Regions from separate parts of the Rattus norvegicus genome. Here region 1 is linked to region 2. The links are chromatin contacts, called in public Hi-C maps. All regions are on one chromosome and are shown on one strand. The core of a region is the stretch at or near the end of the contact, and the rest is flanking DNA. Distances in the headings are between cores, read along the strand shown. Region 1 holds the start of Tln2 (talin 2). Region 2 overlaps Tln2 (talin 2).

Region 1 (5,072 bases), core at 501-3,000, 110 kb before region 2:
TACCGACTTACTTCCCCTGGCTTCCTCAGCTTGCTTTCTTATAGACCACTAGTCCAGGGATGGCACCACCCACAAAGGGCCCTCCCATCCTTGATCACTAATTGAGAAAATGCCTTACAGCTGCATCTCATGGAGGCATTTCCTCAAGGGAGGCTCCTTTCTTTGTGTTAAGTCCAGCTGGTGTCAAGTTGTCACCAAAACCAGCCAGGACAAGCTTCTTACCAGGTCTTAATGAAATCAATAAACATTTGCTTTCAAAATCCATGAGATAGCTTGCCACCTCTATTCTGCTAACCTAGCCAATGCCTAAAAGGATCTGGGAAACAGGAATGTTTATTCATGGGGCAGGGAAAAGTCTGTCCTGAAACTTTTAGGACTGCCTCAAACAGCCCAGTAATTTGTTTTCTGATTGGGGATTCTGATGGATAAAGTGTATTTACTGCAAAGGAAGTAAGTTACAATGTTTTACTCTTAAGACCTTGCTTCTCAACCTTCCTAATGCTGTGACCCTTTAATACAGTTTCTCACGTTTTGGTGACCTCCTTATCCCAATCATAAAATTATTTTTGCTGCTATTTCATACCTGCAATTTTGCCACTGTCTTAAATATCTGATATGTGACCCCTGAGAAAGTCGTTTGACACCCTCCCCTCAGGAGTCTCGTCTAGTTTCTCCATTATGCCAGGCTTGTTCAAGGTCCCAAAGCACTCCTTGAAGATAGTTTCAAGTTACAACGTTGATTCACTCTTGGATGTACAGTGACCACAATTTCAAGCTGAGAGACACTAATGCTGCTATAGTCGCATTTGAGGAGCTGAAGAGATTTGTTCTCTACTTCTTGGGAAGACAAGTCTATCCTGGTCACTCTGTGTCCGGCTGAGGAAAAATAACCATCTAAGCCTTTTCGTATTAATTTTTTAAAATTATAAAAGTTAAAAATAAAACTAGAAGCAAGCAGAAAGAGAAAAAAACCCCACAATTTCACAAACCACTGGAACACAGGGTGAACACCTTGGTTAATTTATTCTATCTGTCCTCTCTGTGTCTCTCTATACATCATAATTTTAAAGGAAACGGACTTTGTGATTTGTTCTCCTGTGTCCTTCACAGTGGCAACTAGGATAATTTTCACTTTGTACCCTGCCATCCCAACATCCCCCAGCACATGTAAATACAGGGGATGCATAAGTGACTTAATTCCAGGGTATGATAGAAAGATACACAAATGAATGAATGTATGTATGAAGCAAGTCACCCATACAGTGGGTCTTGGTGAGGCAGGTCTTTAATCCCTGTACTGAAGGAGGCGGATTAATTTGAGTTTGGGCCCAGCCTGGTCTACCTAGTGTGATGCTGTCTCGAAAAAAAAATTTAGTGCAATAGGCACACCCACTTTGCTGTCCATCTTTCTGGAAGAATGGTTTCCTAAATTCAAATGACTGGCATCCGTTCTGCCACCCTTAGGGCTGGATCCACGCCTGGTAACCTCCAGGACCCAGCCCGTGGTCCAGGAGGGACGCTGAGAAGACTCAGAGGCCTCATGCCAGCAGACGCCTGGTCTCCATGCCGCCTCATCGGTCTTCAGAGCCGGGCCAAGATTCTGGGGCAGTCGGGGGTGTCCTCTGCGCCTCTTGCACGCGGACCCCACCACAGCCCCGCGCGCGCCCCCATCCCGCGCCCGAGGTGCGGACACCCAGGAGCCGGGTGGAGAGCTCCGCCGCGCCGTCCCCCAGTGATGACGCGCTTCCTGCCCTCCCGGCGCTCGCGGGCCGTGCGCTCGCGCTCGCCCTCGGCTCCGGTTCCGCGCCCGGAGCCAGCAGCAGCGGCGGCGGCGGCGGCAGCGGCGGCGGCGGCGCAGCGTGAGCGGAGCTGGCTGCACTCGGGGGCTGGCGCTCCGCAATGAGACAGTAGCTGCATCCCCGCGGTAAGGCGCGGCGCGTGGCGCTGCCCAGCTCTCCAGCCTGCATGCGCGCTGCAGGGATTTTTCAGTGCCTTTTCCCTCCCCTCTCTAGAAGGAATATGTGGGTGGTTTTCTTCTCGGGTTTGCATCTCGTAAGTGATGTCAATGTAGAAAAACCCTGTCAAGCTTCTAGATTTCATTGCCTATCCTAGGTTTTTGGTGTTTGTTTTTCTTCTTTGCAAGAAAAGAAAAATAAATTGCAATGAATGCACCTGTCTATTGCACATGTAGGTTTCGCTGCACTCAAGCCGGGTGCTGGGGTTTGCAAACAGTCTTGCAGCCGGAGTCCGAGAGCTGATCCCTAGCCTTAGGCAGCTGATCCCTTCTCGGGCTCAGTCCTCGGGTTTCCGGTAACGGGGTCGGAAAAGCGGCCGGGTCTGCACCGAGGAGCCCCCTGGACTCGGGCGGTGACCCCGGCGCCGACTGTGTTGGCTGAGAGCAGAGCGGCTTCATTCCAACACTGGCTGCCCCTACTTCAAGCGCCACTTTGCAAACAAGTCTCCCGCCTCGGCTTGTGGAGAAGACACTCCGGGCTGCCTCCTAGCCCCCGACTCTGAGACCTGCGGGTTGCTGGACTCCCCCTTTCCCTGGCTGTCTTGCCCATAACCAGCTGCCGGCCGAGGACCGCTTAGGGATAGCGCGGGGCGGAGAGCGAGGGCAGGGTTTGGACCCAGTGCGGCGGCCTCTAGTCTCCTTCCCCGACCCTCAGGAGCCGAGATTTCGCGCCGGCGGGGATCGGGAGGGATATGGAGCCTGGCTTTTCGGGGCCCAAGGAACGACGTTCAAGGGCGCCATATTTTCAGTGGGTTTTTACAGAGGCTAAGGGGGCGCCCACTTTCCGAAGCCCCCCGGGAAAGCCTGAGCGATTGTCGTTGGGAAAGTTTGCGCGCCGGGGCGAGCTAAAAGGTGGATGTCCCCACAAGGGCGCGCGGACTGCATCGCGTCACCCAGGTCTAGGCTGGGTCTGTGGGGGGTGGGGGAAAGCGGTGCAGGGGACCGATGCACGTGGCTCGCGGGTGTCACAGTGCAGGGGAGTCATAGCACTTGGGGCAGTTTGGCGCTGAGCACACGCCCCTCTTTTCCCCAAGCTACTGCTGCCAGCGCTCCGCCGGAGCTGTGCGCACCGCCTCTCCCTGGCCCGCGCACGTTGCTGAGCGTTTTCTTCAGTAACCCCCAGCCCCCAGCACTGGGGATCGCGGGGTGCTCCACCTGGCGCGGGAGCTCACTCCAGGCTGGAGAGGAAGCGAGTCGGTTCGTAGATGGGCCAAGGGCCTGGCTTATGTGGATCAGCCTGAAGCCTCCTGTCGTCTCCTAGCTTGTGGAAGCGACAGAAGTAGTAGCACTAGCGGCTGTGTGCCGGGTTTTCTCTGGCGCGGGGCTGGTGGAGGAAAGGGGGGCGTTTCCCGAAGTCGGGGCTTCAGGTGACTCGCGAGAGAACTTGTTTTCTTGATGCTGTTGATGGAGCAGAGATGGAAGGAGAGAAGGCAGTGCTAATGAAAACTAAGTACGGGTAATTTCCAGAGAATGGGAAGAGGAGTGAGCTGGTGTTTGGGGTTGTAGGGGGACACAAAGAATAGTAGCATGGTGTCCTGAGGAAGCGCTCCCTGGAACACGTAATTAAGAGCACCGTGGTACGCCTAGTGCCAGTTTTGATTCTGATAGCTCCTGGTCGAGGGAATTACCATTTTCTATGTTCTAGCTCCCGGATGTAGTGACTTTTTAGAAGTGGACCGGTGGGGGAATCTTTACTACATACATAGTGACCACTCCTTTCTTGTGAAGGGGCAGGGCAGAGTGTGTTTGTTAACCTGTGATTGGCTGAGTGCAGGAATGTGTTAGCTTTTCGCCTTGGTGTCTTAATCAAACAGTGTCACAGTGGAGAGGTCTTGTCAGCACTTGGGATCTTCATCATAGGAAGAGATTTTTGGGAAGGACCACAAAAAAAACCTAACGGGTGTGTGTGTCCGGGGAGAGCAGGGACTTTTACGACGGAGGTGTGGCCCCTGACATCAGCAGTTGCCCATGTGCTTCATTACGTGCCACACAAAAAAGTTACCCTTTCAGTTTACAAGGATGTACCTGCTTTGTTCCTCTCCGTGGGGATCTCTGGAGAAAGTTAGAAGGAAGTGTGGCTGTGACCATTGCATGTGATAAGGCCAATACATGTGTGCATGCAGGAATGCTTTTCTCCCTTTTAATGTGAACACTAGAAGAGTGGAAAGGTCCCAGATAGAAGTTGTCCAAAATTAGAATAGCCAGTGTTAGTGGGAATTAGCTGCCCAAAGCTTCCCTTTAAATTATAGTGGCATTTCCAGGCTTAGCTTAAGAGGTGGCACACTGAATCCCAGAAGCGGAGGGTTCTTAGCCACTGTCTACCCCTGCCTTTGTGCCCCCCTTTTTTCATTTTATGTAGGAAATTCTAAGCGATCCTGAGGGTCTCAATTTTGGCTTTGTGTTTCAGACTTTCTGTCTCCCAGGGAGAAGTAAAAAAATTCCAAACTTGATCCTCATGAGTTGTTCAGTACAGTTGTAGGCTATGTGTAGGTCTAAAACTCCACCTTGCCCAGGTTTGTTTGCCAGCATCGTTTCCTAGAGGGCATTTTAAATTTATTTGTTTTTATGTGCATGTGCCTACCGCCTGTGTGCAGAGGCCAGAAGAGGGGCTTGGATCCCATGGTAACTGGAGTTATAGGTGGTTGTGAAGCACAATGTGGATGCTGGGAACCAAGTGTATACCCTCCACAGAAGCTGTAAGAGCCGCTACCCGAGGAACTTGTCTGTACGTGTGCCCCACATAGTTTTGCACAGCTTTTAAATGTGGTGTAATGAAAATTAATTTAAAGGAGCTTTAAAAAAGTTTTTAAAAATCATATTCATGGGGTTGGGGATTTAGCTCAGTGGTAGAGCCCTTGCCTAGCAAGCTCAAGGCCCTGGGTTCAGTCCCCAGCTCTGAAAAAAAAGAAAAGAAAAACAAATCGTTTTCATATATATATATATATATATATATTATGGGTGGGCACAGGTCGGGGAGTGCCACAGGCACCCCCTGCGATTGGCTTTGTGGCGAGTGCCCTTCACCAACCATCTGTGTCTTCTCGTCAGCCCCAGAGAT
Region 2 (5,100 bases), core at 1,025-3,524:
CTTGCTTTGGTTTGTGTCTTTGAGACAGATGTGCTGTGTAGCTCAGGCTGGCCCACAGCTCAAGGAGACAGCCCCATCTCATCCTCCCCAGCACTGAGATTATAGCTCTGTGCTACCACACCCGTCTGTTTTCTTGTTTTTTTTTTGCTAGTTTAGTTTTTGAGTGTCACCCCACATCTCTTCTTTGTTGAGTAATAACATTAGAAAGCAAAACCCCAGACTTGATTCTGGCTTCTTCTGAAATAGGTTGGCTCTCCCACTCTGTCTGCCCCTCCTTCTCTTACCTCACAAGTTCGTCACACTATAGCCCAGTGCCTCTCACCATTCCCAATGCTGTGACCCTTTGACACAGTTCCTCACGGTGTGATGACCCCAGACCATAAAGTTACTTTCATTGCTATTTCAAACTGTGATTTTGCTACTGTTATGAATCATAATGTAAACGTCTGTGTTTCTCGAAGGTCTTAGATGACCCCTGTGAAAGGGTCATTGACCCCCAAAGGTGTGTTGATTGTGGAGAGCCCCGGCCTTAGCCGATGCATTATGCTCATCCTCACACAGAAATCCTTTTTAATCAAGCTTAATTGTAATAAGCACAGAATCTTCCTGCTAACATATCTTCTTCTGGAGTTCCTGCCTGGATCCAGTTTCTATCCCCTGGAAGCCATTTGTCCCCCAGTTGGTGTTGGGAATGGAGGACAGAACCCTATCATCTGATTGGTGGCCCCAGACTTGAGTTCTTAAAATTCTTAGAATTGCACTGCAGGGTCTGAGTGCTTTGTATACAGACAGTTGGATGTTTGTGAAATGTGGTCAGTCTTCCCTTCTCTCCTATCCTATTCTTGATTCATTTGTGTCTATGCAGGGACCAAACTAAAGAGATCATATTCAGTGTGGTGGAAGGGTCAAAGAAGGTCTCCATGGCTTATTCTGTAACCGTCTGGGTCTGCCATGTCTCTCTGTAGGTGAGGAGTGGGGATGAAGGGGTGGCTGACTTTCAGGTAACTTGAACTTGGCATACTCCATACCTTGAAGCTCATCACATGATGACAAAGTCAGTGTCCCATCTAGGATGGTGGTGCAGTCACTATTTTCATGAGATAGATGCCTAGTAAGCATTGGCTTTTTCAGTTCTGAGCAAGAACCATGAAGATCTGCCCCTGATGGGATGTGCGTGGTGGAAATGGCTATTCATTCCTGAGATGCAGTCTCTTGTTTCCTTTTCTAAAGCGCAGCGCACAAACCCAGCTAAGTAGGCTGTCCCAAGAGGAAGGCACCTTCCTGTCCTTTCTTTGTATGTGTGTGCCGTTTGTATGTGGTAGGAATGTGTGTCCAGGCCTTCGTGCCAGGCTTTTCCCATTTCTATTGAAACCTGAGTGCACTGGGGAAGAGTGCAGACTCCCATGGTCCTGCAGCTAGAAAGGGAAGGCTCAGCAGATGTTTATTGAGCAAGTGCCTAAGGGCAAAAGCCAGCGTTTGCATACCGGCCTCAGAGCTCCAGAAACTGCTCTTTACCTAGTAAAGATGAGAGCCCTCCTTTCAGAAGACCCTTTGGCATGTTCTTGGAACATTGCTATGAGCGAAAGTACACCCTCCCCCCAGGATGGGGAATCCTACACTGCCAACGCGTTGGAATCAAGCACTACTCTCAAGTGACCTTCCCCGGGGCCTCAACACTTTGACAGTGGAAAGCAGACGTTGCAGTTATAAATAACCACTTGAGTTGAAAGTCACACAGGAGGGCCCCAGTTAAAGCAGCCGATTCCTGCTACAGACTATAAGACACAGCTTTTCAAAAAATCTTGCAGGAGGATCGTGGTGCTCAAGTGGGTCTTAATCTTCCTAGAATTTGTGAAGGAAGTACACAGCCTACCTCCGGCATCCCTCCCCACACTGCCTTTTTAAAGCTTGTGTTTGCATTCATCTTCTTAACATGTGTGAATCGGACAGTGTTTAGTTATTTAGTAATGGGAGATTATTAAATATGTCTGCTTCTTGACTTAAAGATAATTGCTAATCTGCAATGGACAGACATAACATTTAAAGGGGTAGCTGAAACAGTTTGGTCCAGAATGTTGCAGACACTGATCTGGGAGTTGGTATGAAACAACGGAACAATAAGGATAGAGTATGTGTGTGAGTGTGTGTGTGTGTCTGTGTGTCTATGTGTATATGTAGCATACACGTTAAGATCAGAGAGCAACTTGCACAGCTTAGTTTTCTCGCTCTGCCATGTAGGACTCAGGGCTCAGGCTCATGTTGAAAGACTTATTGGCAAATGCCTTTACTTATTGTGCCGTTCCACCAGCTCAGATTGCATTTTTTTTTTGACATGTTCATGTCTGTATATGTGAGTGCCACCATGTGTGGTGTGTATGTAAGTGTGAGTGTGTGTGTGTGTGTGGTGTGTGGACATGTGTTAGAGGTGGAGGAGGGGCCTGGAGGTCCTGTTTTACTGTTCCTTTGCCTTATTCCCTTAAGTCAGAGTCTTGAACTGGAGTTAGGTCGGCAGTCAGCCGGCATATCGTCTGTCCACGTGCTCCATGTGCTCCTTCACCCCCCAGCATGGGAGTTATAGGCACATTCATCTATGCTAGCTTTTTATGTGGATCCTGGGAATCTGAACTGAGGCCCTTATGCTGGCAGGACATTTCCTCTGACACACTAAGGCCATCTCCCTAGTTCCAGGGAAATGAAAACAAATCAGCTTATTTTTATTTTATGCGTATGGGTGTTCTGCCTGCATGAATATTTGTGCCATGTGTGTACGATGTCTGTGCCGGCCAGAAGAGGCAGTTAGGTTCCTGGGACTGGAGTTCCAGATAGCTGTGAGTTGCTGTGTGGTGCTGAGAACGGAACCCAGGTCCTCTGGAAGAGTACTAGTGCTCTTAACAGCTGAAACATTTCTCTAGTCCTAGGATTTTATAAAGATAAGTGTATTTAGAGGCTAGCTTTTAACTGGAAGATGTTATCCCTGTTAGTTTTTAGTTGTTGAATGTTTTCAATGAAATAATGGTTTGGGGTTGTTTTCTTCAGCTTGTATAAATAAGGACCATGTAAACTGTATTTGTTGAAGAGTGAGGTTTGCCATTTTGAATATTAGAGTCTAGGGGTTGGAGATTTAGCTCAGTGGTAGAGTGCTTGTCTAGCAGCCGCAAGGCCCTGGGTTTGGACCCCAGCTCCGAAAAAAAAAAAAAAAAAAAAAGAATATTAGAGTCTGCTAATGCCCCATCCAGCTGATGCCTGAGTTACCCTCCTCCCCCTGTCAAGCTGCTGGTCGTCTTTGGTGGTTCTGAATGAGGGAGAATTTTCAAGCACAGAGCAGGCTAGTTCTTGTGAGTCAGAATGCAGGTGAGCAGGAGTAAAATTGGGTGGGCTTTGGGTCAACTGTTTGATGATTTCTGTGGCTAAAGCAGAAATGCCCATGAGTTTTGTGTTAGTGCCCTGAATTAATTGCATGGTAATTAAATGCTAACATGGCTGATCAGAGGAACTGTGTAATTGAAGCATAATAAAATATGGCACGCTTAGTAAGCAATTGAGTTGTCTTCCAGGGATGAAGCAGTACCAGGCAGGGGAGGCACAGCTGTCTTCAACAAGCTGTTCCTGGCACAGCGACGCTCTCTTGTCTTCTAAGAGAAGATATGTGGATGTGTTACTCTAAAGTGAGGGGCCCAAAACTGCACATCACACCTGGAAAGCAGATTTGTAGTTTAATTCAAAGTACTTAGAATGCCTGAGAGCTCAGTCAACCATGAGAATGAATGGAAATCTGCATCTGACTGGATGGGGCTGTGGGGTGTGGGGGTGGGGTGGTAGGGAGCATCTCCAAGAAGAGCAAGAGACATTGGATAAGTGAGCCACTCAAGAATCAGCGGGGGTATCCTCAAAACATGGGGTTCCTAATGTGAAATGTTCTATGTTCTACAGTACTCTGATCACTTCATTTTAATTAATTAATTAATTAATTAATTAATTAATTATTGAGGTAAGATCTCTTTGTATAACTCTGGCTGTCCTGGAACTCAGTATTTTGATCAGGCTGGCCTTAAACTCAGAGATCCACCTGCCTCTGCCTCCCAAGTGCTGGGATTAAAGGCGTGTGCTACTGCTCAGTGTAACACTTTATTTTGATTTGGTCTCCCAGAAGAAGAATAAACAGACAGGGACCAGCACTTTCTTTCCTTGCATAATTTCTTTTTTTTAAAAAAAATGATTTGTTATTTTATATGCACATTTTGCCTGCTTATACGTCTGTATACTACATATATGCTATGCCCATGGAAGCCTGAAAGTGTCAGATCTCTGAAAATTAGAGTTACAGATGATTGTGAGCTGCTGTGTGGTTGAGCTGGGAACTGAACCTGCGTCCTCTGCACGAGCAGCCGGTGCCCTTAACCTTTGAGTCATTTCTCCAGCTCCTAAATAATTTTATACAGGCAGATATTTACATCTTATCATTGGTAAAATGTCAACTTTTTGCATGTTAGGTTTTGCATATATGTATATATTAATATGTATAATTGTATGAGGGAATCTCTCAGAAGATTCCATATGAATTACAGGTCTTAAAATTTCCCACTCACAACCCTTTTAACTCAAGAAATGTAGATGTATAAAAGATACACTATCAAATAGCTTGTTTTATTTTTTATTTGTGTGGTTTTAATGTTTAGTTGGATGGAAGCAGCTTTGCACAATGAGATGGTTGTGTTTACTTTGGTTTCACATAAAGAATTGTTGAATATTTTATGTGTTGGGACCGAGAACATCTTCACTACCTTTTCAGAGTTGCTTGCTATTTTGATTCTATAATCGCCCATACTGAGGATGCTCATTTTCATAAATACCAGGTACAAAATGGCAGAAGTGTGTTTAAAGTATTTTCAGAAATTGCTGGAAGTTTTATCCTAATTCAAAACTGAAATTCACTTAGCACATTTTATAGAACTCAAGTCAGCTACTCAGACAGCAATTTAAAAACCCAAATGCTTTATCATGGGCTCATCCAGAGCAGACCAGTTTGACACACACCAAGGAGTGGTGCTGTGAAAGTATTAGACCTTTATTTGCTGTGTAGGTTCCTGTGGACCTAGAAAG

What was found. A called contact is a pair of places that touch in the nucleus more often than the background predicts.
Region 1: a contact with region 2 is called in a Hi-C map of the A7r5 cell line, with 2.5 times the contacts expected there. The contact joins the promoter of Tln2 here to the enhancer-like site in region 2. A contact is called at or near these places in 6 of 12 Hi-C or Micro-C datasets (the A7r5 cell line, hepatocytes, kidney and 3 more).

What each region holds. Positions count from the first base shown.
Region 1 is chr8:77,130,039-77,135,110 of GRCr8, reverse strand. It overlaps Tln2 (talin 2), which reads left to right and starts at 1,750. Exons shown (of 59, transcript NM_001419941.1): 1 at 1,750-1,924.
Region 2 is chr8:77,017,350-77,022,449 of GRCr8, reverse strand. All of the region lies in intron 2 of Tln2 (talin 2), which reads left to right. Among named protein-coding and RNA genes, the nearest start is that of Tln2, 110 kb to the left of the region's middle. Within about 2 kb of position 2,274, at least 3 of the 93 cell types and tissues checked have an H3K27ac peak or open chromatin away from gene starts, as enhancers often do.